Regions from separate parts of the Mus musculus genome. Here all the other regions are linked to region 4. The links are chromatin contacts, called in public Hi-C, HiCAR-type, HiChIP or PLAC-seq and promoter capture Hi-C maps. All regions are on one chromosome and are shown on one strand. Each heading gives the region's core, a stretch centred on a gene start, on an enhancer-like site or on the middle of the called end of the contact. The rest is flanking DNA. Distances are from core to core; before and after follow the strand shown.

Region 1 (5,447 bases), core at 715-3,214, 1.4 Mb after region 4:
CCGCTTCCAGCAGAGGAATCTGAATTCTGGCAAATGTTTATTTCTGTTTTCTTTTTTGCTTTTTTTCTCCCTCCAGTGCCTGCATCTTCCCAGTCTAAACAAACCCACTCAGACGGAAACAATGGGGTCTCTTTGTTTGGGTGTTGAGTGGCTGACAGGAGAAAGCCATATACATCTTCTGGTCCATCCATTCAGGAAAGGCAGCTTGCCCCTATCCAAGTCAGGCACAGAGCAGAAATCAGAGCCAGGGTGCCCTACACAGACGCTGCATGTGCCAGGGAAGTCGGAAATGTCCCCCCTCCCGCAAGGTTGTCCCTATTGGGTAACAGAGAGGATGCAGAAGACTGGACCTTTGTGCCCTCACCTTGGACAGGAACTCCCCAAGGTGTTGAGCACCTGAAGTTCCCAGCCAGGCACTTTCTATTTATAGACCCGGTGACCTTATATTCAAACAGACCAGTTCGACATCATTTGGAGGGACGCCCACCCTCACCAACACACACACACACACACACACACACACACACACACACAGAGAGAGAGAGAGAGACAGAGACAGAGACAGAGACAGAGACAGACAGAGACAGACAGAGAGACAGAGACATGCAAATGTCTTGCCCTTCAAAGGAAGGCAGAGTCCTTACAAGGGCCACGGAAGAGCTACTTCTGGACCCAGTGATGTGTCTCTTCATAGCCTATAATGGAACCTCTGACAAAGTTCATTTTCTCAAGATAAGTCCCCGGTTTCAGCGACCCCCAAAACCTGCCCTAATCGAGGCTAGCCTTTCCGCGCACTTCCTTGTCCAGCTTGCAGGTTATTCTTTAGGTTTTAGCCTCACACCTCCAACCTCCCCTGTCTGTTAAGAGAGATAGAGAGGCCAAGGCCTGCTTGTGGCCATCTTAATAATTTGAGGCTCCTTTCATTCTGTGCGGCCCACGAGAGGCCTCACAGGCCCAGGAATGAGCCACAGAGGCTTCGATGCTCTTCCACAGCTCGCTAGGAGGTGAGAGCAAAAGGAAGGGGGTGCGAGAGAGGAGGATGCGCGTGAGAACTGTCCGGGTGCGGCGCAGGTACTCACAGCTGAAGTCCGGCATCTTGGGCAGGATCATGCCCGCAGTAGACGCGCGCAGCCACTGGTCCAGTTGGAAGGTGCTGGCACCCAGCTTGATGGGGTCGGCAGGGTGCGCAGGGTGCGCGCCCTGCACCTGAGGGTATGAGTAGGAAAGCGCCGGGTGCTGGCCAGCTAGCGCGGCCGCTGCAGCTGCTGCCGAATAACTGTAGACCGGGTGTCCATAGAGAGCCGCCTGTGCAGGGAGGCCCGCGCCGCCCTGTGCGCCCCCCGGGTGCAGCCCCAGTGCCAGGCCACCGGCAGCCGCGGCAGCGGCAGCGGCAGCCGCGGCGGCTGCTGCACCAGGGTGCGCGTGGTGGTGGGGAGTGCCCGGCCCACCCGCCGCGCCGCCGCCTCCTCCGGCGCCCAGGAATCCGGGCTTGGGCAGCAGCGCGCAGTGTGCAGCCAGCAAGCGTGGGGGCGACGGGCTCTCAGCTCTCAGCCGGTCACCGGGCGCTGCAGTGGCCTCCGAGGATGCGGGACTGCAGCTACGGCTCGCCCCGCTACTGGTCCCCCCGCCGCCGCTGCCGCCGCGGCCGGGACCAGATACTGTAGTCGCGAGGGAAGTGACCAAGGCCAGAGGCGCGCTCTGCGTGGAGGCGGCTCGCGGGGGATCCACGGCCAGCAGGGCGTCGATGCGGAAATTTTTGGATTTTTCCATCGGCTCGATTGGAGCTGACAATCAGGGTCCAAGGGTGGGCGATGCAGTCGTGTGCGGGCTTACGGAGACTGAGCGTGGCGGTGGCCAGCCTTGGGGCCGGTATTGTTACTGCGATTTTTTGCCAATAAAGTCGCAGCCGGAAACTCAGCTGAGAGCGACCATCGTCCAGGCGCCTCCTCTTTGCGGTCCTCGTGGGGACCGCGCTCCACTCACTGGTATGAACTTCCACCGGAGCGCTCCTGCGAGTTTGTGTTGGGGAGACCGGCTCTCTGCTCTCAAGAGCTCAAGCGACCGCATCGAGGCCACTGGTGCCTTGGTGGGGACCCGCGCCCCTCCGCACACTTGAAGCTCAGGGCGGTCTGGGATTGGCGCGCTCAGCGGGGGCCCGAGGAGGGCTGTCTGCCCGGCGATTGGCCGAGGGGCTCACCTGTCACGGTCCAATTAGCCTGACGCCCCGCCCCTGCGCCCCCAGGTCCTAAGCAGCCGGTGGTGAACAGCGTAGGTGGCCGGAGGAGGCAGGTTGGAGAGTTTGGAGGCTGAACACAAGCTTACTGCTTCCTTGCTGCTGGGAGAGTGGTGAGCGCCAGTAACCCTGGGTCCCAGTGAGTGCCCCCCGAGTCCCTTTGACACCTTGTTCCTCCAGAGGCGGACGCCTTATCTTCCTCCAGCTACTCGCGCTCCCTTGAGGGAGTTGTGGAATGTTCTGCACTGAGGAACTAGGTGGGTCCTCACCCCTGAAGTCCACTAGGTACCCAAAACGGGACCCTGAGCTTAGTACACTGAAGACTGTTCGGTTTCCCAAAATCTCTCGCGTTCCTGAGTGTTGATTGCTTCAAGATGGTTTGCGTCCCTGTCATTAACCCTCAGCAGGTCGAACCTTCTTATCTGCCCCTCCCCCAAAAGTATCATGCGCCGCAAATGTTTGTTTGTAGGGTTTCGGTGTGTATAAATACGGTATTAGAGGTTGAAGCCTACAAATCTTCAGTCAGAGTGGAGAGAGAGCAGTTTTCCAACTCAGAGATGCACATTGACTTGAAGGTCGTTTGCACAGGTGCCACTGAGCCGGACCTAGGTGAGAACCAAGTTCTATTAGAGCCTTGCCTTGTGGGGGTGTAGGAAAAAGGCTTTGCGGGAATTGGCCGAGGACTGCTCCCTCGGACTGAGCCAGTTCGCAGGCTAAGGGAGCCACTATCAGGCTCTCGCCTCCTCCTGCCGGCCGAGTTCAGGAAAATCAAGAAAGGGCTTCCAGAGACCGTATTAAAGTGTGAATCCAGACCTCAGCCTGCGCACATATCAAATATTTACTGTAAACACGCTTCCGGGGGCTTTTTTTTTTTAATGTAACGAATCAATAAGTAGTTTGAGAAATCAAGCTTTCTCGCTAGCTCCATTCTCGGGTATCTTCCCCAAACACGAGGGGAAAGTGGGAGGGAGTTCCAGGTCTCTGGATCGCGGCTTCCCAACCAGGTGAGAGGTTAATAAAAGATCGGAAATGGCCCAGGGAAGGCCAGGAGGCTAGGACAATCCTTGTTGGGTGAATTTAAAAGTAGCAGGCAAAGCTGTTTCAAGAGGGATTGGGGGTGGGGGGTAACGATAAATATAAGTAAGGACTATATTTTCCCTGTCAACAAGTTTTGTTTAGGAGAGATTTAACGCAGTGATTCTGTTGGGATGAGTGAGTAGGTTTTTTGTTTTTGTTGTTTTTGTTTTGTTTTTGTTTTTGATTTTGGAGACAGGGTTTCTCTGTCTAGCCCTGGCTGTCTTGGAACTCACTCTGTAGACCAGGCTGGCCTCGAACTCAGAAATCCTCCTGCCTCTGCCTCCCAAGTGCTGGGATTAAAGGTGTGCGCCACCATGCTCGGCTGAGTGGAGTTTTTATTATGACAGGGTGGTCCTGGCTGGAAAATCTGGAACCCAGCGGGGAACATCTTGGAGTAAGTTGTGCACAGCTTTGCAAAGGCCTCCAGCTAGTCTGAAAATAGTACAAGCACATAGCTCTTGTCTTTAGGTGCTGTCTCTTTGGGGTGATGAAAATGCAGCTCTGCCTTTTAGAGGGTTAAAGGAACACTTGTGTTCCATGAGTGGTTCCCTGCCAGTTCTCCTATCTTGGAAGCCCAATTAAGGCAAGTAAGGATGCTGGGATGCCCTACCCCCATCCCCAGGATTCAGTCTTGACCCCATTGCATTTACAGAAACTTGTGTTTAAGGCCCATGGGCCTTTTCCAGATGAGAGTCCCAAAGAAGAAAGAGAACCTAACCATGGTGAGGCAAGTCTCTAATCCCAGCACTCAGGAGGCAGAGGCAGGTGGGGTCTGTGAGTTCTAGGCCAGCCTAGTCTACAGAGCCAGTTCCAGGACAGCAACCAAAAATGCTACACAGAGATACCCTGTCTTGAAAAAAACAACAACAAAACAAACAAAGGAGAAGAAGGAGGAAAAAAAGGGTGGCTGCAGATGAGATTTTCCTGGGGTGGACCTCATGGACCCGAATCATCTCTAAACTACACAACCAGGGTTGTTTTTGGTGATGATACAGTATTAGGTCTACTGAGTTTAGGCACAGGTTTCCTTAGTAAAGTCATCCGAGAAGAGGAATTCATTTCCTGTTTGTTGTGTAGGGGATGTGATCCAAAAGCTTCTAAATCCCTTTCAAACCCTTCCCACTTCGTCTGGTGTTTGACCATCCACCAGGCTAACCCACACCAGTCCCCACCACCTGTGGGCTGAGTGAGGTTGTATCAAGAGCCCCTTCAGCGAAGGGGAAATTTGCATATCAGACTTGATGGATATATTTCTTTGTTTGACAAAGTGGGGGTTGGGCCAAAAAGACTCTGAAGTCAAAGGGCTTGAATATGATCATATATTCTGCTTCGGTTTGAGCGGGAACTTGTATCCTGAGAGGTGGGAGTTGGGAGAGAGACTGGGAGTCGTCTGGAACTGGGATCTTTGTGTGTTTTACGAGTGGAGTGAGCATGCTGCGTCTCTTCCTGTTCCCAGCGTCTATTGACCCAGCCCAGCTGGCTCTGGGGCAGCCTGGGACTGAGCTGGGGGTTTACTACGGTACCCTTGAGAGATCAAAGGTCTGGTCCCAGAAGCATGCCTATTCTTTTTTTTTTTTTTATTAGATATTTTCTTTATTTACATTTCAAATGTTATCCCCTTTCCTAGTTTCCCCTCCCCAAATCCCCTATCCCCTCTCCCCTCCCTCTGCTCCCCAACCCACCTGTTCCCATTCCTGGTCCTGGCAAAAAAAAATAAGGAATGCTTCACAAATTTGCATGTCATCCTTGCGCAGGGGCCATGCTAATCTTCTCTGTATCGGTTCAGTTTTAGTATAGGTGCTGCCGAAGTGAGCACAGCATTCCCATTGTTGTGCCTCAAGGTAGCTCCCTTCTCCAGAAGCCCCAGGGGCCAAATGAGGCTCTTGGAGGGCAGAGAGGAAGACCTCTCCTACCCAAAAGAGGCTGGAATTTAAGGCCCGGTGTACATTTAATCATCTGGCTCCCAGTCATTTTTTTCTCTGCGTCTAGCCAGGATCCCTCTTTTGGGTCTTGCATTAAGTTACTGAATATAACTTGTGATTGAGCCTCCTCTCATTACTGAGAAAGGTGTGTTGATTTATACAAATAACCACAAGGAAATAAGATGTTGGGGTGGGGAGTATAGTGGTTCCACAGT
Region 2 (5,913 bases), core at 2,964-5,463, 1.3 Mb after region 4:
GGGAGCCAGAGGAGTCAAAGAAAATACAAGAAAACCTACAGAATCAACTAACCTGGGCCCATAGGAGGGGTCACAGAGACTGAACCACCATCCAAAGAGGATGTAAGGGGCATACCTATGCCTCCTACACATATGCAGCAGATATGAAGCTTAGTCTTCCTATGGGATCCCTAAAGACTAGAGCAGGGGCTCTCTTTGACTCTACTGTCTGCCTCTGGATCCCTTTACCCTAACTGGGATGCCTTGTCTAGGCTCAATAGAAGATGTGCCTAGTCCTAGATTTGATTTGCCAAGGCAAGTTAATATCAATAGGAGGCCTCCCTTTCTCGGAGAAGATGGAGGGGTGGTGATGGAGGGAGGAGAGGTGGGCAGGGAGAGGGAGGGCCTGGGAGGAAAGGAGGGAGAAGCAGCTTCAATTGATCGAGATGTGAATTAATTAATTACTTTAAAAAGTGTGTGCTACCAGCCCAGGAACAAGTGAAACTGGAATATAAAACACACATCATTTACACTAGCATGCCAAAAAATGTAATGTTAACAGAGTATGCAGAAATCTAACAAAACATATTTAAAATATACATAAGAAAACCATAAAACTCTGATGAAAACATCTAAAAATAACTTTAATAAATGGGAGATAGCCCATGTTCATGAACAGGGAGATGCAAGTTCTCCCTATTTGATCTACAAACTGAATGCAATCTCAACCAAAACCCAAGCAAGTTACTTTGTAGATATAAACAAGCTGATTCTAAAGTCTATGCAGAGAATCAAAACCCAGAATAATCAGCACAATCTGAAGAGAAAGAATATAATCAAAGGGCTCTTGTAAAGTAAAAATAAAGCTTAAATAATCAATGAAGTAGCCAGGCGGTGGTGGTGCACGCCTTTGATCCCAGCACTTGGGAGGCAGAGGCAGGTGGATTTCTGAGTTCGAGGCCAGCCTGGTCTACAAAGTGAGTTCCAGGACAGCCAGGGCTATACAGAGAAACCCTGTCTCGAAAAATCAAAAATAAAAATAATAATAATCAATGAAGTACTGACCAATGGAACAGAATAGGAATGCTAGAATTATAACCATATAATACAGCTAACTGATCTTTCACAAAGCACAAGGACAATACAATGAGGAAGATAATGTATGTTGTTGAAATAATTAGACATCCACCTTAAATATGCTAAAAACAAGGAGTAATACAGGTATTCCAGCCCATTTCCAAGAATTGTGAGAGATCTACTTGTGCTCACTAGGATTTCCCAAAAACAGCTCTCAGAACTTAAAAAGGATACACTTGTATTACCATAGCAGTCATACATATTTCAGATTCCTGAGTGTGTCAGAGCAGACCCACCCTGAGAAAACTTTCAGAAACTAGCAGAAGTCCACCGCCAGATGCACCAGGCACAGAGGAATGAGTAAACCTGCCACTTCTCTGGGCTGACATTGTAGTTCAATGGTAGAGGACCCAGATTCAGTTCCCAGTAGCCACATGACAATTCACAACTATTTGTTAACTCCAGTTCCAAAGATCTGATGCCCTCTTCTGGACTCCATGGGCATCATGCACATACATGATATACAGATATAAGTACAAACAAACACTCATACATATAAAAGAATTTTTAAAATAAAACAAAATTAACCTATAGCCTTAGAAACCAGAGCAGCAGTTACACTTAGAGAAGATAAAAGTTACAACTGTTGAGAAAGCCTGGGTCTCTGGCAAGGTAGCAAAATTCTATTTCTGCATCTGAAACCATGATTAGTCAAGTATGTTTTGTAGAAAATGTATCTAGGGCATACTTAAAATTATAGATTCCTTCCTAATAGCATAATTTGTGGGAGTAGCCAAATACTTTCTGATTGGCTTTAAGGTCCACTCCACAAAATGAACCTCATACCTGGCACTGTAATTGGAGACAAGACTCTGTGTGTAAAGAGTCATAGACCCTAGGACAGAACCTATATCTATACCTACTACTATATTGCTAACTGAAAACCATATTAAACTAACTCCTAATGACTTATTGTTAAACCCAGAGATTAGTGCATCTTTTCACCTTCATCAGAGATGCTTTCTGTGTAGAGACCCAAAATGGCCAAGGTACAAAGAATATGAGGCTACAGAATGAATGCTCAGCCCTAAATAGGAATTCTGTATCATTCCCCTCTTCCTGAGATTTAAAACAATTGTGGAAGAGGGGGCAAAACGATTGTAAGAGCCAGAAGCAGTGGATGTCCATATAGAACCAGTGTTTTCCAGTTATGACAGGGTTTCCAGTTATGGCAGCTATACAAATGAACTGAGGGTGGTTTTTAACAATGCATACAAAACCTGGGCAAGCCCAAGTCAGTCAAAAATCTCAGTATGAAGAAAGAAGTAAACATGAAGACCCACCCCTATCTGAGGAGTTATTGACAACTGACAGCTGCTAAAAAAGAGTCAGTTTTTTTTTTAAAGTGCGCTACTCATAGGTCAACCATAACCTCCGATAAATGCCCACACACCCAAGCATGGAAAGGCAGCACAAATTTGATTCAAATGGTTTAAAAAAAAAAAAGTCATGAAGTTGGGAATGTGGAGAGAGGTCCGGGAGGGGCTGGGGAGGGATGAATGTGCTCAAAATACATTGTATGAAATAATCAAAGAAGTAATAAAAATAAAAATTAACCAACTACATTGTACTAAACTCTATCAACTCAGATTTAATGCATCTCCTCTTACTTCAGTATGACTCGGCAAGCCAGTTCTCAGTTTTCAAAATCAGTAACTGCACAAACTGAACCAGAATGTTTCCCTCAAACCAAGGGTGTGACTGAGAGGGGAACGTGAACTAGAAGAGAGGTGAATGCAAATATGTAACTTGAACATACTTTGCAGAGTTATGGGGACACAAACTAATTCTTTTACAATAGTGTAGGGCATCCTGAAAGGCACTCATCAAAAGAGACCTTAGGGAGCCAAGCTGGCTTCCTGACCTGCTAGAAACAGCAGGATGAAAGGGGTCCATCCTTTCCAGAGCAGTTGTTTGACAGCACTGTAGGTTCCTGCTCTCGCCCTTCCTACGAAAGACTTGTCTACACTCCTCGGGAAGTTTTTAACTCTGTCCTGGATAGAGGGGTTTAGAGAGGGTGTGAGTATAGGGAGATGCGGGTGGGAGGCCAGAGCCACTGCAGGGCTGGAAGCTTGGGAAGCCAGGTGTCTGTACTTACAGCTGAGCCACAGCAAGCTCAGCCCAGATACCAGGTACCACGCCCGGCTAGAAGAAAAGAGGCAGCCACCCATCACCCTATACCCTCAGTTAGCAGGAGATGCGGGATAAACTCAGGTGAAGATGGTGAAGCAGATGATAAAGGTGCAGATGAGTTGAATGGACGCATAGGGAGAGTATAGGAGAAATGGACGCAGGTTAAGTGTAGGTGACTGAGGAGGTCCGATGATGACGGGCTACAAGTGTTGGGAGGAGAGCCGAACTCAGGTGACCAGAGGTGGGCACAGGTGACTGGAAGCGGGCAGAAATGATAGGAGGGAGCTCAGGGAAAGGGAGGAGCACAGGTGACGCAGCGGAAGGAAGACATAGGTACGGGGTGGTGGGTGGGTATAAAGGTGACAGGAGAAAGATAGGAAGTTAGAATGAAGGGGAGGGAACATAGGTAAGGAGAGGACAGAAAGGAGGGGAGAGAACGCTGGTGGCGCGAGGGAGACCTACAAGAGGAGAGAGCAGTAGGGTGACAGAGCAGGAGGTGACAGAGGTGAGAAGATGGGGAGCAGGTGAACGGGTCTCAAGTGATGCGGGGCGTCGGAGTCAGTCTGCAGCAGACCCAGTGGGGTGCTGGAAGGCCAACATGCGTGAAGGGTCCGGGAAGAAACTATGGGACCGTGCTGGTCTACGCTGCGCTCCTGGGTCCAACGCGCGGCGCAGCACCAGGGAACCGCCCGACCACGCACCGTGGACTCTCGCACTTGGCTGTGGAAGTGCTGCTCCCGCGCCGACACCTCGTCCTGCCCTTCCATCCTCCTTTCATACCCACCGCAGGGCCGCCCGCGTCTGCGCGCTCCGCCGCACCATTGCCCGCGGGCGGCGGGGCTATACAGTCTCTCGTGGCCGGACAGAAACGCCACCTAGACCGCAGCAGGATCGGAAAACGCCGCCTGAGCTCAGGGAGAAGCGGTTCAAGATACAAGAGGCGGGGAATGGCCACAGCCTGGGCGGGGCTTGAGGTCGGGGCGGGACTTGTGCGTCACTCTGAGAGCGCCGTACGTCAGAGAAGAGCGCCTCTGCGCGTGGGGCGCTGGGCCGAAGGTCGCTAGGCGCCTTGGAGAGAGACTGGAGGAACGGGGGCGGGGTTTTTAGGGTCCTGGACTGAAGTGGCCTTCTGACGCGTGCTGCAGCAGGACATAAATCTCGGAGCTGGGCCTGAAGTGTTGTGGTCCAGCCTTGTTAGTCATTGCCCAGAGTAAGGGCGGGCCGAAGCTCCAGGCAGGGGATGAGGTCTAGAGGCGGAAGCCCTGGTGCGAACGGGATTTGGAGATCCGGGCACAGGTGCACCCGCCCTCACTTGTTTATTGAAGCTTTTGGATCACCCCGGGGCTTTTGGATCACGCCTTGCTCCACCCTTGTTCTCAGAATCTGAGTTTAGCACTGGGCTCGACCAACCTTAAAGACCTAGGGCCTACTACGGAAAATTTCTCTCCCAAGCAAGTGCAAAGCGGGAAAGCCGTTGCAGCTTAGCACTCTGAAGTCCTTCTGCCTCTGCGGAGATAGGAGAGCCGCTGTCCTGGAGAACTGAGATAGCCTAGGGCCCCCAGGTCTGAAGATGGGCTCTGATGGTTAATGATCCTCTGTAGGCCTTAAACAACGCCCTTGATATGAGGCACGACTAAGTATGCCAACACAGCCATTTCCCTTCATTATGCAATTTTTGTTTTAAAATTGGAATTTAAAGGAGTATTTGGTTGGTTGATTTGGATTTTCTAGACAGGGTTCTCTATGCAGTCCTGGTTGTCCTGAAACTCAAGAGATCCGACTGCCTCTGCTTCCGGGGAGTCATGATTAAAGGCCTGGGCCAAAACAGCTGGAATTAAAAGGATTATTTGCAATTTTGATTCTGGGTTCATTTGGTAGAAGAGCCTGGGGAACCTGAGTCTTGCTCCCAGCGTGTGTTCCCGATACAGCAGGCTCATCAGTCAGCAACAACGTGTCTGAATTCAAACCAGTTTGCCTTTGACGTGTCTTTAAATGTCTCAGCCCTAAAGAACAAGGAAAAAGACCTTTTTCCTGGACAACCGCGTTCTGGGAGCTAGGTTAAATACCCACCTGAACTGATCTGGATGATTCCTGGGCTAATCTGTCCAAATCAAAGGATAAACACATCAGCTTTTGAGGTGTGTAGCTCTGGGGCAGATATTCCAGAAAGTATTTCACATCTTTCCAATTGAATACTGCAACCATTTAAACCCTTACATTTCTGTTGCAGGGCTATTCATGGAAGCTTACCCAGCTTTCATTCAGTTTTATTTGTTTCATTTTCTTTGGCACTTTTAAACTTAGCCAAGATAACCAACTTCAAAAATGGACACCACTCCCCTGCCAAGCACTGTAAGACTCCAGGGAGCCTTAGCTTACCGAGGACCCCCTGAGTGAACCACGTGGAATTTATTTATTTATTTTGTTTGTTTGTTTTTCGAGACAGGGTTTCTCTGTGTAGCCTTGGATGTCCTGGAACTCACTCTGTAGACCAGGCTGGCCTCGAACTCAGAAATCCGCCTGCCTCTGCCTCCTGAGTGCTGGGACCAAAGGCATGCGCCACCACACCTGGCGCAATCGGAATTTATTGTTCCAGTGCACTGGGATCGTCCCAGACCCGAAGGAGAGGTGACGACCCCCAGCACTAGTTCAGCGACTTTTTAT
Region 3 (5,717 bases), core at 649-3,148, 1.1 Mb after region 4:
ATTAGTAGGCATTGTCCAAAGCAATTCACATACAGTATCATGTTTTAACTTCATCACAACCCTAAGTTGTGGTAACAGAATCCCTATTTTCATTGAATTTCTTTTTGCTCAAAGTAACAGAAAACTAGACCCACAATAGATGAAAAGACCAAGAGCTGGGCTAGCTCCAGGGCTCAAACTACATCACCCATCTTGGACTGTGTCCAAATCCCAGTTCTGCCATTTCCTGTATAATCTTCTAAGGTTCACCTGGTAGCTCCACACCTTCAGGCTCTTACCCTATGATGCTAATGGAGCAGATGCAGCTGCAGTTTCGTGTCTTTTCTTGTTCCCACATTCAGTAGGAAGAATTAAAGGAATTTTCCAGTGCTCCCCCCAATAAAAACTCACTTGAGTTCCTGTGACTAGCCCAGCTAGGCCAGCCCCCCAGCCCCCATCGTATAATATCATGATGGTTCATCATAGTATCAGAGTTTCCAACTAGTTTAGATTGGCCACATATTCAGTCACAGAATAATGACCAGGACTACTGTTGGGGTAATTAATAGATGTCCAATGACAGGATGCAACAAGGCCCCTTTGAAAATAAGAAGCCCATAACTCAGGACAATAAAGCAACTTGTTAAAATTCAGACATCCAAAGAGTTAAATGTAGGTTTAAACTCAGGTCTAGCTAATGGCATCCAAAAGCTTTACCCTCTTAGGCTTCAATAAAAACCAGTCTTAGGAGAGCACAAAGGTGGGCCTACTGCTCTCCTAAAAGCATCACTCACTGAAACAAAAGCTAAGATTATACTACTTCTTGAAAGCACCTGAACTAGCATGTGAAAATTCATAACTAACTCATTGTGAATTTGACTTTTAAAACAGTTGGCCTGCTATTAATCTGCTTCTACAAGCTTCAAGTAGTAAGAGCCAATCCAGAAAGTTCATTGCCAAGAAAAAAATCTGTAACTTTTAAGTGGAGTTTAAAATTATATTGTTCCAGAGACTTATCATGTGTACCAGATTTATAATGACTTTTGGGACTTCTTAGTGACAGAATACCAATCTTCCAGCTCGGTAACTTCTGTAGACTTTACTTTATGGAGGATCTCGCCTTCTTGTGTTTTCTTTGCACTTCCAGGTGAATTATGTACAATTAAAGTACAAAAAGGCATTCCAGGCAGGAGAAAAATCAATACAATATTTCTGCTTGGCACCAAGAAGTGAAAGACTTTTAAAGGACCCCAGGGAATCAAGCCTGGTTCAAAGGACAGCGCGGGGATGCAGACTTAAGAGGGGTAGGAGGCAATGTCTCAGAGTGCAGAAGGCCAGGAGCCGCAAGGACACCTCTCTCCACCCTCACCTTCAGAGAAGCCTTGAGACCCTAGATCTTGGAAGGAGCCACTAGAAGGGGCGAACGTGAAAAGGCCTGCATCCCGCAACACACAACAGGCCACACGATACCGGGAGCCAAGACACAATCGTGACAACAGTAGGAGGGCGGATGGCGACGCCACACAGCTCGCAAAACAGTCGAGGGGCCGTTATCAAGTCTTTCGACTGAGGGGACAGCAGAAAGCGCACTCCAAAGAGCCGCACGGGTCAGCGCATCCTCGGGACGCATCACGCAGCCTGGCTGGAGGGCAGCGGAAAGGACGCCATTCAAAAACCACACGTCCGAGGAAGAGACGGGAGAGCCCGTGCACGCCACTCCACGCGCCTAGGACGCGCGCCTCACGACGACGTAACCGCACCAGCGCCGGACGCTGACGATACGCGAGGGGCGGAGCCATGATGTAAGCGCGGGCGGAGCCAGCCGCTCGCAGCAGGTGAGATGAAGGGGGTTGGGGGATGTCTGGCCAGACTGCGGGGGGGGGGGGGGGGGGAGGAGGGGGGACCTGCGAGCATGCGCACTGAGAGCCAGGCGGAGCCGGCCGGCGGGCGTGCGCACCTAGAAGCGCAGAGGCCGCTGGTTGCCGTGGCAACGAGGAGCCGTTCAGAAAAGGTGCAGCTGAGGGACAGGAAAGGCCGTTGTGAGTTTGTCCCGCAGCGCTGTCTGAAGTATAAAGCTCTGGTGCAGAGAAGGGAGCGAGAGCCGAACGCGGGGTAGTGTTGGGGCGGGAGGTCCGGGTCGCTGTGGTCGGTCCGCGGATCCTGCCTGCGCTGCACAAGGCTGTGATATAACGAGGGACCTCACGGACCAGATTTCCAACGACTTCTCTTGTCTCTGGGGGCGTATTTTAAATTTATATGCCATCTCTCCAGTGCATTTCTATTGACGCGTTTATTAATTGCCTTCTGATCACTGAAAACAATTGGTGATTAAATGTCTTGTCGCCTAGTCCTGTGTTTTCCTACCTAGCACAGCCTCCTAACCGTGCGCAAGCTAATTACAAACAGGCAGTTTGCTGTTGTGGCTGTCAGTGCCAGGCAGAGGTTGTGTATTTCTCACCTGTTGCTAAACTAACGGGTCACCTCTTCTCTATGTTTTCTCATACAGTTGGACTACATCTGACACGTTTCGTTATCCTTTCAATTGTCAGTTTGCTAATACTATGGGACTATGGTAAGGCAATTTTTAACGCTCTTACCTTGATGTTAGTTACAACGGTACAATAAAAACCTGGTGAAATTGTAGACTAAGTAGCTACCTATGGTTACTGATGGTATGAATCTTGTTGAAAAAGTGAACTTTTTTATGATGCATATTTGGCGTTGCCAAATTACAGGCATTTTGAATTTGGAAAATAATAACAGTGACCCTTTAGTATTTTACATGCCTTCCTCCAGCCAAGGCCACGGTAAGGAATACTGCATACAAACTTCTCTCATAGATCTCCATGCCAGCACTGAGAAGTAAGGGGAACGTGAGCACATTGAAAACTGCCCTAGGCTTCTGAAGGGTCTGAACAGCTGCTGGTTCTTTGTCTTAAATCAGGTGTCTCACACATTAGTTCCTATGGGACTTACTTTCCTGTAATCTTTTCAAGTGTGTGTTGCAGTGCTGGGGTTAGAACCCAGGGCCCCATGTATGCATGAATGCCTAAGCTGCTCTGTGAGCACCTTTCTGAAAGTTAGCTCCTTGATACTATTCCCTTAGGTTGCTTTTTAAAAGGTGCTTTTTCTCTCCACTGTAGAATATTATGGACAGCCTGGTCCCAAAACTAGAAGGGTTAATACCCAGTCTGTCCCCTCATTTTTAAGGGAATTGGAGCAACAGTCACCATTTATGAGTATCTTATGCAGAACAGTCCCTTGGAAGCCCTTAAGGAGGTTTTCTCTTAATATAATAATCCTGCAATGTCAGCATTTTTGTGGTTTTTTTTTTTTTATAAATGCAAAACTAAGCCAGAGATGCTTAAGTCGCTTGCCCAAAAAAAGTAGAAAGCAGATTGGGACTCGGTATCTGTCCCCCATATTCTGTCCGCCTGTGTGTTGGCCAGGTTGAAGGCAGTCGGCATGTGCCATACACCCATCTTCTTCATTGTTTCCCTTCTTGCCAAAACACAAACAGCATGCTGCTTTCCTGGGCATCTCTGCTCTTGCTCCTGCCATCTAGCACACACATTTCTCTCTTTAAGACTTGGGCTAAATGTTGTCTTCAAGGGTTGTTTATTTACTTAGTGTCTCACTTTGGTCTAAGACTTTGCTCTAAGACTCTGGTTTTGCTTCTAGATTGTTCTTTCTAGTACCATGGTAAGCTCTTTGAGGACAGGGCTGGATTGGGTTAGGACTATGTAAATTAGACAGGGCAGCTCACGCTGCTCTGTGGCTGGCATTCCTTTTACCATCCCCAGAGCCCTCGTAGACTTGGATGTTTACATGCACTCTTACTTTCTGTTACAGCAGAAGAATGGAAGTTATCGTAACGTGATGTTAGAGATCGTTAAAGCCACACCACAGTGTTTCCTGATTCCTGATACAGCATGCTAAGAAATAAGGTACTCCATCCTCCTGAGAACAGACCCATGCTTTTATTTACAGGGGGTAGCCTAGCTGGACTTTCTGCAGGTATAAAAATAGTTTACAAACCTTGTGATCTTGGGGAAACTGTGAGCAGAAGTGGGAGGTGCATGTGATATGGGTAACAGACAGTCTCAGGGTGCTGCTTGCACACATCTCCTGGCTCAGGGACCTGGTCCTGCAAGAAATGTTTAAGTTTTCACCAGAGAGCTTATACTTAAGAGCAAGATTCCTTTTAAGGTTTGCCTGGAGTCTAATTTAGTTACAGCAAAACAGCAGGGTCTTAGTTAAGCACCCACAGGTTTGAACTTATTGGTTTATAATTAAGGCTCCAGTAACTAATTGGAAAGATTGCCCTTTATTTCTACCATAGATGTTGGGCCTGGGATTTGCTCTGCTTAGGTACTGCTCTGACATTCCTTCCCACTGACTTGGTGATCTGCCACCAGGGAACAACAAGGCCTCCGTTTTCTTCTAAATGGTGTTACATGCTGGTCCACTAAATAAGACCTCCTACTCCCATGTTTTTAGGATCGTTCATCTAACAAAGGTAACTTAGCAGTCACTGCAGTTGCCTTACAGGACCACCTATTACATGATCTTCAACTTGGACATCTCTCGGTAGCAGATCCTTGTAAGATAAAAGCACGAAAGAAAGAGAAGAAGTCAAAATCTCTCAAAAGAGATGCAACAGCCATCATAGATACTGGGCTTAGAAAATCTACAGAGGGTCCTAACATGGAAGATCCAGAGAAGGAATATGTTCTAGACCCCACACCACCACCATTAACTTTAGGTAAGCTAACCTGATCTTTTTTCCTTTGGCTTAATGCTAATTAACCCAGTGTAGCCTTGTCAGGCTGAAGCAATGCTATATTTGGGGTAAAGAGACAACCATGACATTTTCATTTTATTAGCAGCCAAGAGTGTTGTTAATAAGGCTTTAATGCCAACTCTTCATCTGCCAAGGTTTTTTTTCACTTTGGAGAACTGTCCATAAACAAGATGGCTGTTGGCAATACTCTTTGACTACGCTGCAGCAACAGGGGCAGGTGACTTGCTTTTGTGAGTCTGAATTCCTGGGTGTGTACATTGTGCCTGGTTTTGTCATGTGCCCTGTGGCACTCCACATACTGCCAGAGTTGGATTTGTGCCTCTGTATTTTGAAGTCCTGCTGTCCTTCCCTTGCATATTTTTCTTGGCTTTGGGAGTCTCCTTCTATAGCCCATGCTGGCCTTCAACTCTTAATCTCCCCGCCTCAACTTCCTGAGTGCCTTGACTACAGGCATTTGTCTGTATCTTTTTGTTTTGTAAATGTAGTTTCCATCTCACTTCTTTTAAAAGAGCCTGGTTCCATTGAATTGAGACCAGCGTTGGTTGGTGTCCCTCCTCTGTAAGCTCCCTCCGGTTGAGGCAGCAGTGTCTCCAGCTGTGCATAGGCCAGCAATGGCGCTCATACTCCTCAGCCCAAACGTCTCCGAGAATTTGTGTGGTGATCCTTACTTGAACTGACTGTCTCCATGTTCCTTATTCTGAGGAACTTCTTGCCAGAATTCTCACAGCCTCGGTGCTTTTTGGTGAATGAAACACTTTGCCATTTGCTTGAATAACATCCACAAATTTAGTGTCTCTTCCATCTTAACTGGATCCCTGTTAATACACTTTATCTTTGGGGCCAGAACTTTTTCTTTGAGAGAAAGTCTCACTGTGTGGTTCAAGCTGCCTTAAATTCCCTCTTCCCGCCGATCCCACCATAGGCCAATATGAGT
Region 4 (5,680 bases), core at 1,117-3,616:
CCTCTTTTTGAAACAAGGTCTCTCTCCGAACTCAGAGCTCAGTTTTAGGTGTATGATCCAGCTACCATGCTCCAAGGGTCCTGTCTGCCTCCCTAGTACTGGGACAGACATGTACTGCTACATATGTGGCTCCTTGTGGGTTCTGAGGGATCAAACTCCGTTTCTTATTCTTAATCAGCAAACACGTTACTGACCAAGTCATTACCTCACCCCAGATATGATTCTATTTTCTGAACAGTCTACAGTGAGCAAGGGGTGAGACTACATTAAAATAGCCAATCTACTTCCTTATCTAGTCCGTTTTAAGAATTAAGTCACAAATGATCATTGGTATTATCCCAGGAAGAATGGCAGAGATATAGATAAAAAGCAATGGGTGGCTCCCAGGTAAGTTCTCAGTAGATGGAAGCACCTGCAATCAGCAAAGCTGTAATGATTAACATGAAGTGGTACAGTGAAGGGCCAAGGAGCTCCACCTCAAAAGCATCTCCCTAGCAACCCCACTCATCCTCAGGGCCAGAGAAGGGACCCCTGATCTTCCATTTCCAGTATGCATTAAAAACAAACAAAACAAACAAACAAAAACAAAAACCTAGCAGGCCTTGGGTATCATTTTTGATAGGCAGGCAGCCTCTCCAAGAGCCTCAGTTTGAACTCTTCTCTACCGTCACCCTACATTCACTGAAAGTGAGGTAAACTGCTCATGAGCCCATAGCAGCCCCCGTGGGACCCCCAGAGAACCAGGCCACAGGGTGTATCCTTCATGGTCCACAGGGCACCTTGGTCTGCATACCACAACAGCCACCAGGGTTTAAGCCCACAGCTTGCTTTGTCCCGGTGCAGATGAGCTGGTCAAGCAGCAGCAGAGGTTAGACTGCATTAATACTGGCTTGGGTAAGCAGAAGAAACAACCAAGTTGGTAACAGAGCAATTGTCTGAAGATATCAACCCCTGCCCCCAGGCAAGCATCACAAAAGCACACAAAGTATTATTAGAACCTCTTAGCCTACTTGGTAAGAATTATAACAAGAGGAAAAAAATCCGGGGGAGAGTCTGTAAAGACAAGCAAAATGGCTTGAGAAAAAGGGACTGAATTACATCTCAGTGCTCACAAGACAGATGCTTGGTGCTGGGGCGTGGGTGCAGGGTCTGGGACTGTCCCATCAAGCCAGCTTCCTGCAAGTGACTGGCATGTCTGTTCCTTAGGGCCAAGTTTCCTATGAGCGATGTGTCTGTTCCTTGGGGGCAAAATTGTGTGTATTTACACAGGTGTCGCTTTCTCAACATCTGTTTAGAGTACTTGCAGCTGATGATGGGTGGTAGAGGCAGCACCTGCTACATCCCACAGCAGAGACTCACTGCCTTTAACAATTTCCTATCAGCTGAAGCTGGGCAGGCCCTCCTGCTTTCTTGCTGTCAAAAAGGCTCCCATGTTGCTGTAATACACCATACAGTACTGATGTCCCCAACCCCCGTGTGTGTATGCCCATGAAACCTCACATGCATGGACTGGCCAGAGTGTGGAAAATGGCGAAGACCCAAGTTGCAACATTCCTTGAAGTCAAAACTGCTTCAAGCTCTTCCAAACAACGCATAGAGCCGCCTAAGAGAGGAGTGGACAGGCTGTGAGGGAAAGACAGCCAGGTCTCCACACCCGTGTCACGCTGGGAAAATGACAGCCCCCATGATCTCTGAGAAACAGCCTGCTTAGGAGGGTGACTTTGTTTTACACTTTTGGCACAAAGCCACATTCCTTACCTAAGGTCTCACACACACACAGTGCCTTTTCAGGCCTGCTCACCACCCTGTGGTTTTAGCCGGTGGCGTCTTGGCTAGGGGAGCCCTGGTCTGAGCTGTGAACCTGCAGAGCACTTGCCATTAGCAGCCAGCCCAAGCGATCCCAGGTCTTTTAAGCACTCAGGAGGGTTTGCGCTCCGGGTCCTTTCCTTCGGACCTGCGTGGACCTCATTATCTCAGAAACCGAGGTCCGGCAGCGCAATAGGGCAGCATCGGACCATCTGACTCGCTGGCCGCCCGCTCCGGTGCCCGCCCCGGCGCCTGCCCGAATAGCGCGCGCTCGAGCGCGTGCCGGGCACCAGCCCCACCCCCCCGGTGGCGTGTGCATACGTCATATGGGCCGCCCTCCTCCCATTGGCTCCGGCGGCCTCACCAGACCCCGAGCGGACAGGCGCGCGGACAGGGCGGGGCCGCTTGAAGACACGCCCCCCAGCAGGGCGCGCGGGCGGCGGATAGGCTGGGTGAGGTCACGTGGCTCCGGTGGCAGCCTGCCTTATAAGCGGAAACCGCGCGGGGCCGCGGCCGCTCCTGGGCCGTCCGGGCGCGGTACGTGTAGTGTCGTGGCGTGTACCTTCCATGCTGTGCCTGGACGCCGATGCCCAGGCTGCACGACCACGTCTGGAACTATCCAAGCGCGGGCGCTGCGAGGCCGTACAGCCTCCCGCGAGGCATGATTGCGGCGGCCGCTTGTCCGCAGGGCCCCGGAGTCCCCGAACCCGAGCACGCGCCCCGGGGCCAGCGAGCGGGAACCACAGGATGCAGCGCGCGGCCGGGCAGCTGGCACCACGACTTGGTGCAGCGGAGCCTAGTGCTCTTCTCATTTGGCGTGGTCCTGGCCCTGGTGCTCAACCTGCTGCAGATCCAGCGGAATGTCACGCTCTTCCCCGACGAGGTGATAGCCACCATCTTCTCCTCCGCCTGGTGGGTGCCCCCGTGCTGTGGCACGGCAGCGGGTGAGTGCCTTTCCTTGTTCTTGGGGTGGGGGAGGGGGATGAAGGGACACGTCAGCTGTTAAAGTCACCCTTGTTACAAGAAAAGGAGAACGGAGAGGGTAGGAAACCCCAGACGTTGGCGAGCGACAGGCGGAAGTTGGAGGGACTAGTGATGGAGATGAGGTCAGGAGATAATTGGCAGTTTAAGTGGAGGAGTCGCAGCTGTCTCGTTGAGCCAGAAGCCAGGATTGGCCGCCTGGAGAACTGGTGAGGGCAGCACCACGCAGCTATTGGCTGCCTGAGCAAACGTGCTACCTCGCTGGATAACTGAAAACAAACCATCACGTGCGCTCAAGAGGCAGTTGCCAGGGGACAGACTTCTCTGCCTTCTGCAGATTGTGGCTATCAGCCAAACCTTCTGGAACTCCGTGCCCAGTAGACTTGGGACAGGAGGAAAAAAGGAGCCTTTGGGCCTAAGCACACCTATGGTGTCACCTCTTAGGCCCAACGAAACTTGTAACAGTGCCACAGTCTTTTTTCTTTCCTTGATCATTTTGCTGCTTTTTGCCAAAAGTGTTGAGTAATTACAGTCCAACAGATCCTGCATAGTTTACAGTGTACAGCGTTGATAACCATTTGTCAAGTGTTTCTCCCCCCTCAGCCCTGCTTGTCCTTGTCCTGTCCTGTGTAGGTGGGCAGTATTTGCTCAGGTGCATCTTTCCTCCAATCTGCAGCCACAGGACAGCAGGAGCAGTGCCTGTCTGCTTTGAAGCCAGCTTTTATTGACTGCCTGCCTATGCTTTATATGCTGGGCTTGGGTGCTGTGCTGTAGCTGAGTCATGGGTTAAATGTAGGATGCAGGACACTTAACTGTTGATTTCCAAGGCTGCTTGCTCTCAGGCTCACCTGCAGCATTATGAGGGTCAGCCACATGACAGTTGTGTGCTTCTTGGTTGTTTTGGACTGGGGGTGGCCTCATTCATGCTAGGCAAATCATCTGCCACCAAACTACTATCCCCAGCATTTAAAAGTTCCTTGGGGAATAAGATGGAGATTTGAATTCTCTTTTCCTTACATATGAAACCTAAGGCTCTTTGAATTTGAAAGTTTATCTTCAACATGAAGCATCATGTTTGTGATGAAAGTTTAAGGGAACCCAGTAAACCAGTTTCTCATCTGAATATGAGGCTGGACTGGTACTGCTTTCACCACTGAGGCTGAGTGCCTGTGTTCACACTGGACAAGGTGGGACGGCAGCCTGACTGAGGTCTTGTGCCCTGTGTCCATGAGACTGCTCCCACTTGTACTGCAGACAGTCCCTCCCTTCCTGGGTTTTACTCTCTTTGTGTCTTCTGGAGTGCCCAACTTCTGCTGTCCAAATGTTTTGGAGTCCAATCTGTGTTTGTGACAGTTCCTAACTCTGAGAACCACAGAACCTTCTTTGCCCTCCACTTTACTTACATAATCCTCATTTCACACATGCGAAAACAAACTCGAGGAGACCTGTCCAGCCTCTCTCCCTTCTTGAGACCCTACCCTCCTCACAGTGTGAGACTTGTCTTCACTGGGGCCAGGTCAAGGCTGAGAAAAAGAGAGCAGTGTGGGGTGGCCTTCCCACAGCCTTTTCTTACAGGTGTATGTAAGGTAATACTTTGTGCTACAGGTGACAAACTGCCGAGGAAAATAAGTGGTTTGGATCCTACTAATAATGACCACACAAGGACTGATTTTCACCAGTGTATCCTAATCCTGTTTTGTTTTTCTTTAAACAGCTGTTGTCGGTTTACTGTATCCCTGTATTGACAGTCACCTGGGAGAACCACACAAGTTCAAGAGAGAATGGGCCAGCGTTATGCGCTGTATTGCCGTGTTCGTTGGCATCAACCACGCCAGTGCCGTATCCTCAGTTGGTGTCTGTGCAGAGGGTCATCTGGGTTGTGGCAGGGTATATTGACACTGCTCGTCCCCTCGTTCCTGAGCTTCAGAGTATGACTTGGCTTTCACGTGGCAGGAATTTTGGGGTTCCGTTCCTAGGACCTCTGTACTAAGAGTAGAAGCAGAGGTTTACTGTGGCTCAGTGGACTTTTGTCCTCTCTCTTGCCTTCTACCCCACTGATGTGCTCTGTGGTAGTGAGAGCCCTGTCCCTGTTCTCTGTCACAGGAGCCCAAGGCTGGTCAGGAGGTCCCTGCGGGCTTCTACTTTCCATAGCTGACATTTTGCCCTTCGTGTAGGCTGCTGTGGTTTTATGCATTTTCTATGAAAATGACCAATTTGATGGTAAACTCTTCAAATGCTAAGTTTCTAGAGCAACTTAGAGTAAAAGATCTTGTGAAGTTGTGTCTGCACTTGGGGCCTTCCTTTCCTGCCAGCCAGCTCTGAGAGTGCTCACTGACAAGCACTGAATCAACTTACCTACTACCTAGGGGACACAGAGACAACATGGAGACAGTGCCCGCCTGTCTCCACTCACTGAAAAGTAAAGGAGGGAGGAGAGCATTCTTAGCAATCTCCCAGCTGTCAGAAAGTTTACTATTAGAAGCCAGCGCTCTGACTGGTCCTCACTGGGGGTCTTGGGATTGGTCATGTACCATCATTAGAAGCAGACAGTTACTATATAGTGATACACCCTGTACGTAATTCTGGGGTTTAGGGGTTTTTTTTCTTATGATAAATTATAAAATGCTTCCTTAACTTTTGGATCACTAGAAATTAGATTTTGCCAATAATGTCCAGCTGTCCTTGACTTTAGCAGCCCTCTCTTTGGGTTTGTGGTGGACATTTGATCGTTCCCGAAGCGGCCTTGGGCTTGGGATTACCATCGCCTTCCTAGCTACGCTGATCACTCAGTTTCTTGTGTATAATGGTGTCTACCAGTAAGTTCGAATTTAGAATATTACTTTGGTTTTATAACACCTGTTAAAATGTAAATGTTTTTTATGAAAATCTTGAA
Region 5 (5,685 bases), core at 2,559-5,058, 1.0 Mb before region 4:
TTTTAGCACTGTATCTTGTGGATATCCACATGTTTGTTTCATTTGTCCCATATCTAGAAGGTCAAAGTGCTGTTATCTGGAAGGACAGATGCCTGATGCCTCGGGAGAGAAGCTCTTTCAGGGTGTGCTACAGTGGCCACTTTATAGCACCAATATCAGTGGTCAGAAGGGGTAAGAGTCTTGGAGGTTCCGTTGTTGTCAGTTTAAAACATCTGTAGCATCTGCTGGATTGGCTGATAGCTCATGCTTGTTTATGGGGTCTCATGTTCGTTACAGGGATCAGTGTACACAGAAACAATCATGAGGCACAACAGAGAAAAGAGAGCAGGCTGACATTGGTTTTAAACAGTAAAAAGGAGTGCAAATCTGTACATGAAATAGCCCACAAATAAGCCAGAATATGTTATCCATTCACCACAGTACAGTTTAAGCCTCACATCTGTCCCTCCTAGGTAGAAAAGTTTGTCTCATTCTTTTCCCTGGTTCTTTTAAGAGTTTTATAGTTTAATGTTTGTATTATACCTGTTTCTCTCTCTCTCTCTCTCTCTCTCTCTCTCTCTCTCTCTCTCTTTCTGTCTCTCCATGTGTGTGTGTGTGTATGTGTTCTGTAACACACTTGTGGAGCTCAGAGCACAACCTATAAAAATCAGTTTGTAGAACGTGGAGATTAACCTCAGACTTTCAGGCTTGGTCGTAAATACGCCCGTGTAGCTGCTGAGCCATCTCAACTGGCTCACAGTTTTTATTTCACAAATGAGATGGTCAAAGCCAAGTTGAGCAAAGGAGCTTTGACCTGTTTCCTTCTAAGACTCCAAGATCCAGTCAAAAGCCCTCTGACTTTATTTTCCCTCATAATGCTTCATTCCTTACATTGTTGGGGAGGGTTTCCCAGAGGTCAGACTTGATTAATTATGTGTGATAAGCAATAAGTTTATCATTTTCTAAATTCCCATTACCTCACTCACAGTACCGTATTAACCTGCTTAGTCTTGCCCAGGGAATGATGCAGTGCTGCAGTCTCTACATGTACTGTGCAGTTTGTGTGCCCGGATTTAGGGGAAGACTGGGTCTGCAGGCACTTTGTCATAAGTTCATGGCTTCACAGTCCCTTAAAATGGCCCTGTGTGCTCTGTGCTCCCTACGGAGGAGAAAATGACTATGGCCAAGGTCTCCACTCAGCTGTGTGCCTCCATCAGTGTACCAAGGGATGCTCTGCACACACACAGCTCTCCCTGACCTCTGTTTCTTTCAAGCCAGCCTGGCCAGGCTCTGGCTCCTCCCCCACCCCTCCCATCTTCTCCATTTCTCCTGTTCATGCTCCAGATTTGCCTCTCTGGACAGAAAATGTTACTTTAATTCCTTCTCTGATTATAAGTTTTTATGGCTTTTTGTTTTAAAATATGTTTAAATAGGAATAATCTGTGTTTTCAGAGTAACTTGAATTTAAACTTTGACAAAAGTTGAATATTTGCAGATTCATCAGAGAAAATAAATCTCGAATGTCAAGACACACACACACACACCCTTTCTATCAACTTACTGAACTCATCATTAATACATGGTTCAATCTTGGGGCTGGAGACGTGGCTCACCTGTTAAGCACACACTGTTAAAGAGGACCTGAGTTGAGATTCAAGCACCTCTATCAGGAAGCTCACAACTGCTGGAAAGTCTAGCTCCAGGAGATCTGACACCTCCAGTCTCCAAGGGCACCTCATTCGTGTGGACATACTCATGCAGAACACATAATTACAAAAAATATTAAAAATCCTAGCTCTTTAAAATTCTATTATTAATTCACAATGGTTAACAGGCACTTATCTATAATGTTTTGGATACCATAGCCTATATGATTTCTACATTTTGCATAAGTGTATTAACATTATATAAAAGGTTATTTCTGCTTGTGTAAACCTGTACATGTGTCCTTCTTATATAATAAGGAAGACCAAGGGACATCCATAATAGTAATGTTAGAATCCTTGACTGCATTGGACATGAACCCTTGTAAGGCAGGACTTGCCCTTCCAAGGTGCTAGCAGAGCAACCTTCCATGTAAAGAGCTGGGAGCCAGGACTTCCTAGATGGCACTTTTAGTTTAATGTCCTTATTCAGTGGTTATTGTGAATGTGGCGTGGTGGGAGTAGCGGCTGGGATGCAGCCCCAATCTCTTCCTATTTCTTTTTAAAGGGAAATGTCTCTCATGTGCTTTAGTAGCTGTTTATTCGTGATGGGCTCAACAGCTGCAGAGAACAGGATGGGCCAACAAAATTCTATGGAAAATGAACATCCACATTGAGAGCTTGGGAGAGAAAGGCTGGAAGGAATGAGAGGCAGTTACAGCAGAAAGCTAAGCTTAAACAGGGCAGCACAACTTCCTCCACCGAGGGTTCTGTAAGGCTCTCTCCAGGCTTGAGCCAGGGAGGGTCTGAGGTCCTAGGCCTTCTGAGTCACTAACTCCCCTATGATTTAAAAATTCTCAGTACTGACAGGGAAGCTAGGAAGGCTCATAGAACACCACGGGGTAGTGGGCAACATCAAATGGGCTCACTGTGTTTGTAGGTGTGGGCGGGAGGGGCTGTGTGTGTGGGGGGGGGGCTGTGTGTGTGTGTGTGTGTGTGTGTGTGTGTGTGTGTGTGTGTGTGTGGTGGGGGCAGCTATGACTGTGGGCAGGTGCTAGAATTCCTGTGAGTCTCTCCAAAGTCCCAACCCATGGTGATGCTGGTGTAAGGAATGAGCTAGCTTATCGCAGCTCAGCCTCTAAGGCCTGGATCAGGGGACAAAGAAGGAGGTGGAGCAGCCAAAAGCCAGTAGTGCCCAGAGGCTCAAGAAAAACAAGGGTTCCAGAAGCCTACAGGGAGGAATCCAGGATGCAAGTAGAGGGAGATGCCAGACATGGCCTAGACTAACAGTCAGACACAATTTGCGCATCTCTCCACACGAGGGCACTTGAGCACGCTCGAATGCACCAAATGAGTTTGTTATTGGAAGCCCTATGTGCTGCACAGCGTTCAGTGTCAAAGAGCCCCTCTCACTGCATCTCAATGTCAAAATGGGGTGGAACAAGGTTTGGAAAGGTTGCTGACTTCCAAGCGCTTTAGCGTTTCCCCTGTATTTACACAAAGACAGGCAGGCTGGAGCCAGACATACTCTGGGAAGGCCTTGTTCATGAGGCTTGAAATAAGCCTAACCAGGAGTTCTGTTGCCTGTTCTAGACTTGCCCTTCCCTTCTTCAGATGATCAAAAGAAAATATATCTTTTTTTTTTAATAAAAAAAATCTTAGGTGATGAAGGAAGGTGGGTCCGGGAACAAATGTTTCCCTGAGCCTACACTTTACAGGCCTTCCTTCTTTTCAGTGGCTCCTCCTATGCCCTTCAACTGCATTTCTACCCAGGCTCTCCAGGGTCTTTGTCAAAGTTAAGCAAAGCCCCAAATCCAGAAGAACATTACTAGGCGGGAGTGCCTGTCAGGCACTGGAAAACAGCTGTGCCCTGCAACCCAAACTAGATGCTATGGGAGCCACGATCCGGAAGCCCCGGGGCCCCAAGGCAGTTAAGGTTTCTTTGCTCAGCTCTGGCCTCTTGTAATGCTGTTCTCTCTCGCTGGGACACACGGCCTCCAGTCCATCTATGAGTGCCCCAGCCCTGAACCCCCATCCACAACCCAACTGACATGAGAAGGAGTCTTCCTGGGACTGGAGCTTCCCTGGTGCCACCGCTACAGCGGGAGCTGGCTACCCTACTGAGAAGGAAAAGGAGGAGCTGTAAGGGGCCGGGCGGGGATGAGAAGAGGAGCTGGTATCTAGTTGGTGCCAAATAATGGGGTCTAGACATGTCCCCTCCCTTAGTGTGCTTCTGGTATCTTGCTTTCCTCTTTAGTGAGGCCGAACATGGCCATGGCGAGGACTTAAAAAAAAAAAAAAAAAAGCAGAAAGAGAAAGCGATCACTCCGACCCTTGGCTTCTGCGCTGCCGGGGAGGGGGCGGAGAAGCTGAGCCAGGCAGAGTCGCTCAACACCCAGGCGATTCGACTCGCGTGTGGCGCGGAGCGGCCGGGCTCGCCTTTCTTCTTTCCCCACCGCCTCCTTTTCCCCCTTCTCGCTTTTCTGCTGGAGGGGGTGGGGAGTGGAAAGAGAGACAGAGAGAAAGGAAATTTTTTTACGAAGCATCCTAACCAGTGAGCCAGCGCACGGCGGCCCATGGCTTCGCTGTACCAAAGGTTCACCGGCAAGATCAACACCTCGCGCTCCTTTCCGGCGCCCCCGGAGGCCAGTCGCCTTCTGGGTGGCCAGGGGCCCGAGGAGGACGCGGGCCCGAAGCCCCTTGGGCCGCAGGCGCAGGCGGTGGCGCCCAGGGAGCGCGGCGGTGCTGGTGGCCGGCCCCGGTTCCAGTACCAGGCGCGGAGCGACTGTGACGAGGAGGACGTAAGAGCATCGTGGTGGGTGGGTGGCGGTGGTGGTGGGAGCATCGGCGGGATGCACGGGCCTGACTACTCCTCAGGGTCTCTGGGTCCCCTGTGCCAATCTTTGCGTTCCTTCCTGATGTGCCAGATCGTGCTCAGACACTCTCCTTGGCTCCTGATCTCAGTCATCATAGTCCAGAGCAGATCTTTGCGGTGGTGGCCAGGAGTTGGTAGCAGGAAGGTTTTTGGAGCTGCGCCTGCTGGGATGTGGACTATGCTTGGAATTCACTAGATGTCTGTTTGTAACGGCAGCCTGCTGTGGTTCTCAGGGAATTAGATGTGTGTATGCGTGGAGTTGTGTTTTTAGTTTAATTTTCTGCTTTATGGCTCGGGGAACAGCTAGTTCAGGCTGCTTTTCTCTTCCTACCACTTGTCACAGCAACTATCCAACCGAGATGACCCTCCTCTCCTCTCCACTCTGCCCCCCTTTCACTGTCCCCAGACACCTTCTCTCTACACCCAAGGATTAGACCTATGGTGCTCTTATAAAAAAGAAGTCCTGGCTTTAGAGCCCTGGCCTCTGACCCAGACCCAATAAAGCTCTCACTACGCATACTAATTGGGGCTGCATGCCTGTGATCCAGCAACTCAACTTGGACCATGCTCCTTCCTAAAGAAGTTCTCAGAGGGGTCTCTTACTATTGAGGCTGGAAGTCTGAGCTTCAAAGACTGAATTTGCATATTCACCTAGCAATCAAGGATTCTTTCAGGGTAAGAGTGGCCACAGAAATGGGTCAAAGGTCTTGTACTGAGCCCTCCCAGCAGTTGGTACCACTAGGACTTTCAGGGAGTGATTTTCCTGAGACTTGTTCCCAGGGACAGAAGACAACTCCCAGGTGAGTCCTCAGGCAGGCCCTTAAAGACAGCAGTGCAGTATCTGTGGGGTTACTGGGGTCCTTTTTCAGTGTGATTCTGCAGCTCCTGGGTCTTTGCCCAAGCCTTTTAGTCTCCTTCACTCTTGCAAAGCAGGGCAACCCATAACCCTGGAGGAAACAGGAAGTGTGCCCGTGAAACATCTAGGGTCTCAAGTAGCAACACTTCAGTGTTTAGTAATTTTTGGTGCAAAAGATCTGCACAGAGCAATGATGTATCCTTCCATAGGACTGGGGGGTCTCAATTGCCACATCTTACAAGACCAGGGAGGCCATGCTACTGTTAATTGCTGGGTTTGTGGGTTGTTTTATGATGGTATAGGGACTGCCACAGAGGTAACAGGAGTTGGTG

The links. Promoter capture Hi-C pulls out the DNA fragments that hold promoters and counts their contacts. A called contact is a pair of places that touch in the nucleus more often than the background predicts. HiCAR-type assays count read pairs that join an accessible place to other places. HiChIP or PLAC-seq counts read pairs in DNA pulled down with a chosen protein or histone mark.
Region 1: an H3K27ac HiChIP or PLAC-seq map of embryonic stem cells shows a contact between it and region 4, with 7 times the contacts expected there. The contact joins the promoter of Mnx1 here to the promoter of Insig1 in region 4. A contact is called at or near these places in 3 of 39 promoter capture datasets (cranial neural crest, hippocampal neurons and second pharyngeal arch cranial neural crest) and 4 of 115 datasets of contacts at active chromatin or transcription factors (astrocytes, embryonic forebrain and embryonic stem cells).
Region 2: a HiCAR-type map of astrocytes shows a contact between it and region 4, with 5 times the contacts expected there. The contact joins the promoter of Lmbr1 here to the promoter of Insig1 in region 4. A contact is called at or near these places in 2 of 39 promoter capture datasets (the 3T3-L1 cell line and hippocampal neurons), 4 of 484 Hi-C or Micro-C datasets (B cells, CD8 T cells, Th1 cells and 1 more), 5 of 115 datasets of contacts at active chromatin or transcription factors (astrocytes, differentiating embryonic stem cells, embryonic forebrain and 2 more) and 1 of 9 other capture datasets (liver).
Region 3: a Hi-C map of rod photoreceptor shows a contact between it and region 4, with 4 times the contacts expected there. The contact joins the promoter of Rnf32 here to the promoter of Insig1 in region 4. A contact is called at or near these places in 2 of 39 promoter capture datasets (embryonic stem cells and hippocampal neurons), 5 of 484 Hi-C or Micro-C datasets (CD4 T cells, Th1 cells, embryonic stem cells and 2 more) and 5 of 115 datasets of contacts at active chromatin or transcription factors (differentiating embryonic stem cells, embryonic forebrain, embryonic stem cells and 1 more).
Region 5: a contact with region 4 is called in a promoter capture Hi-C map of hippocampal neurons, with 3 times the contacts expected there. The contact joins the promoter of Dpp6 here to the promoter of Insig1 in region 4. A contact is called at or near these places in 1 of 39 promoter capture datasets (hippocampal neurons) and 2 of 484 Hi-C or Micro-C datasets (both in cortical neurons).

Annotation. Positions count from the first base shown.
Region 1 is chr5:29,476,506-29,481,952 of GRCm38.p6, forward strand. Mnx1 (motor neuron and pancreas homeobox 1) reads right to left here and starts at 1,965. Exons shown (of 3, transcript NM_019944.2): 1 at 1,080-1,965. The coding sequence starts at 1,770. It overlaps Gm24538 (a small nuclear RNA gene), which reads right to left and starts at 5,126; the gene lies at 5,020-5,126.
Region 2 is chr5:29,374,177-29,380,089 of GRCm38.p6, forward strand. It overlaps Lmbr1 (limb region 1), which reads right to left and starts at 4,214. Exons shown (of 17, transcript NM_020295.3): 1 at 3,951-4,214. The coding sequence starts at 4,016.
Region 3 is chr5:29,194,095-29,199,811 of GRCm38.p6, forward strand. It overlaps Rnf32 (ring finger protein 32), which reads left to right and starts at 1,899. Exons shown (of 10, transcript NM_001289757.1): 1 at 1,899-2,018; 2 at 2,486-2,551; 3 at 3,832-3,926; 4 at 4,480-4,744. The coding sequence starts at 3,912.
Region 4 is chr5:28,069,046-28,074,725 of GRCm38.p6, forward strand. Insig1 (insulin induced gene 1) reads left to right here and starts at 2,367. Exons shown (of 5, transcript NM_153526.5): 1 at 2,367-2,750; 2 at 4,502-4,626; 3 at 5,437-5,603. The coding sequence starts at 2,393. The region is part of intron 1 of Gm35223 (a long non-coding RNA gene); the gene reads right to left.
Region 5 is chr5:27,045,391-27,051,075 of GRCm38.p6, forward strand. Dpp6 (dipeptidylpeptidase 6) reads left to right here and starts at 3,809. Exons shown (of 26, transcript NM_207282.3): 1 at 3,809-4,423. The coding sequence starts at 4,199.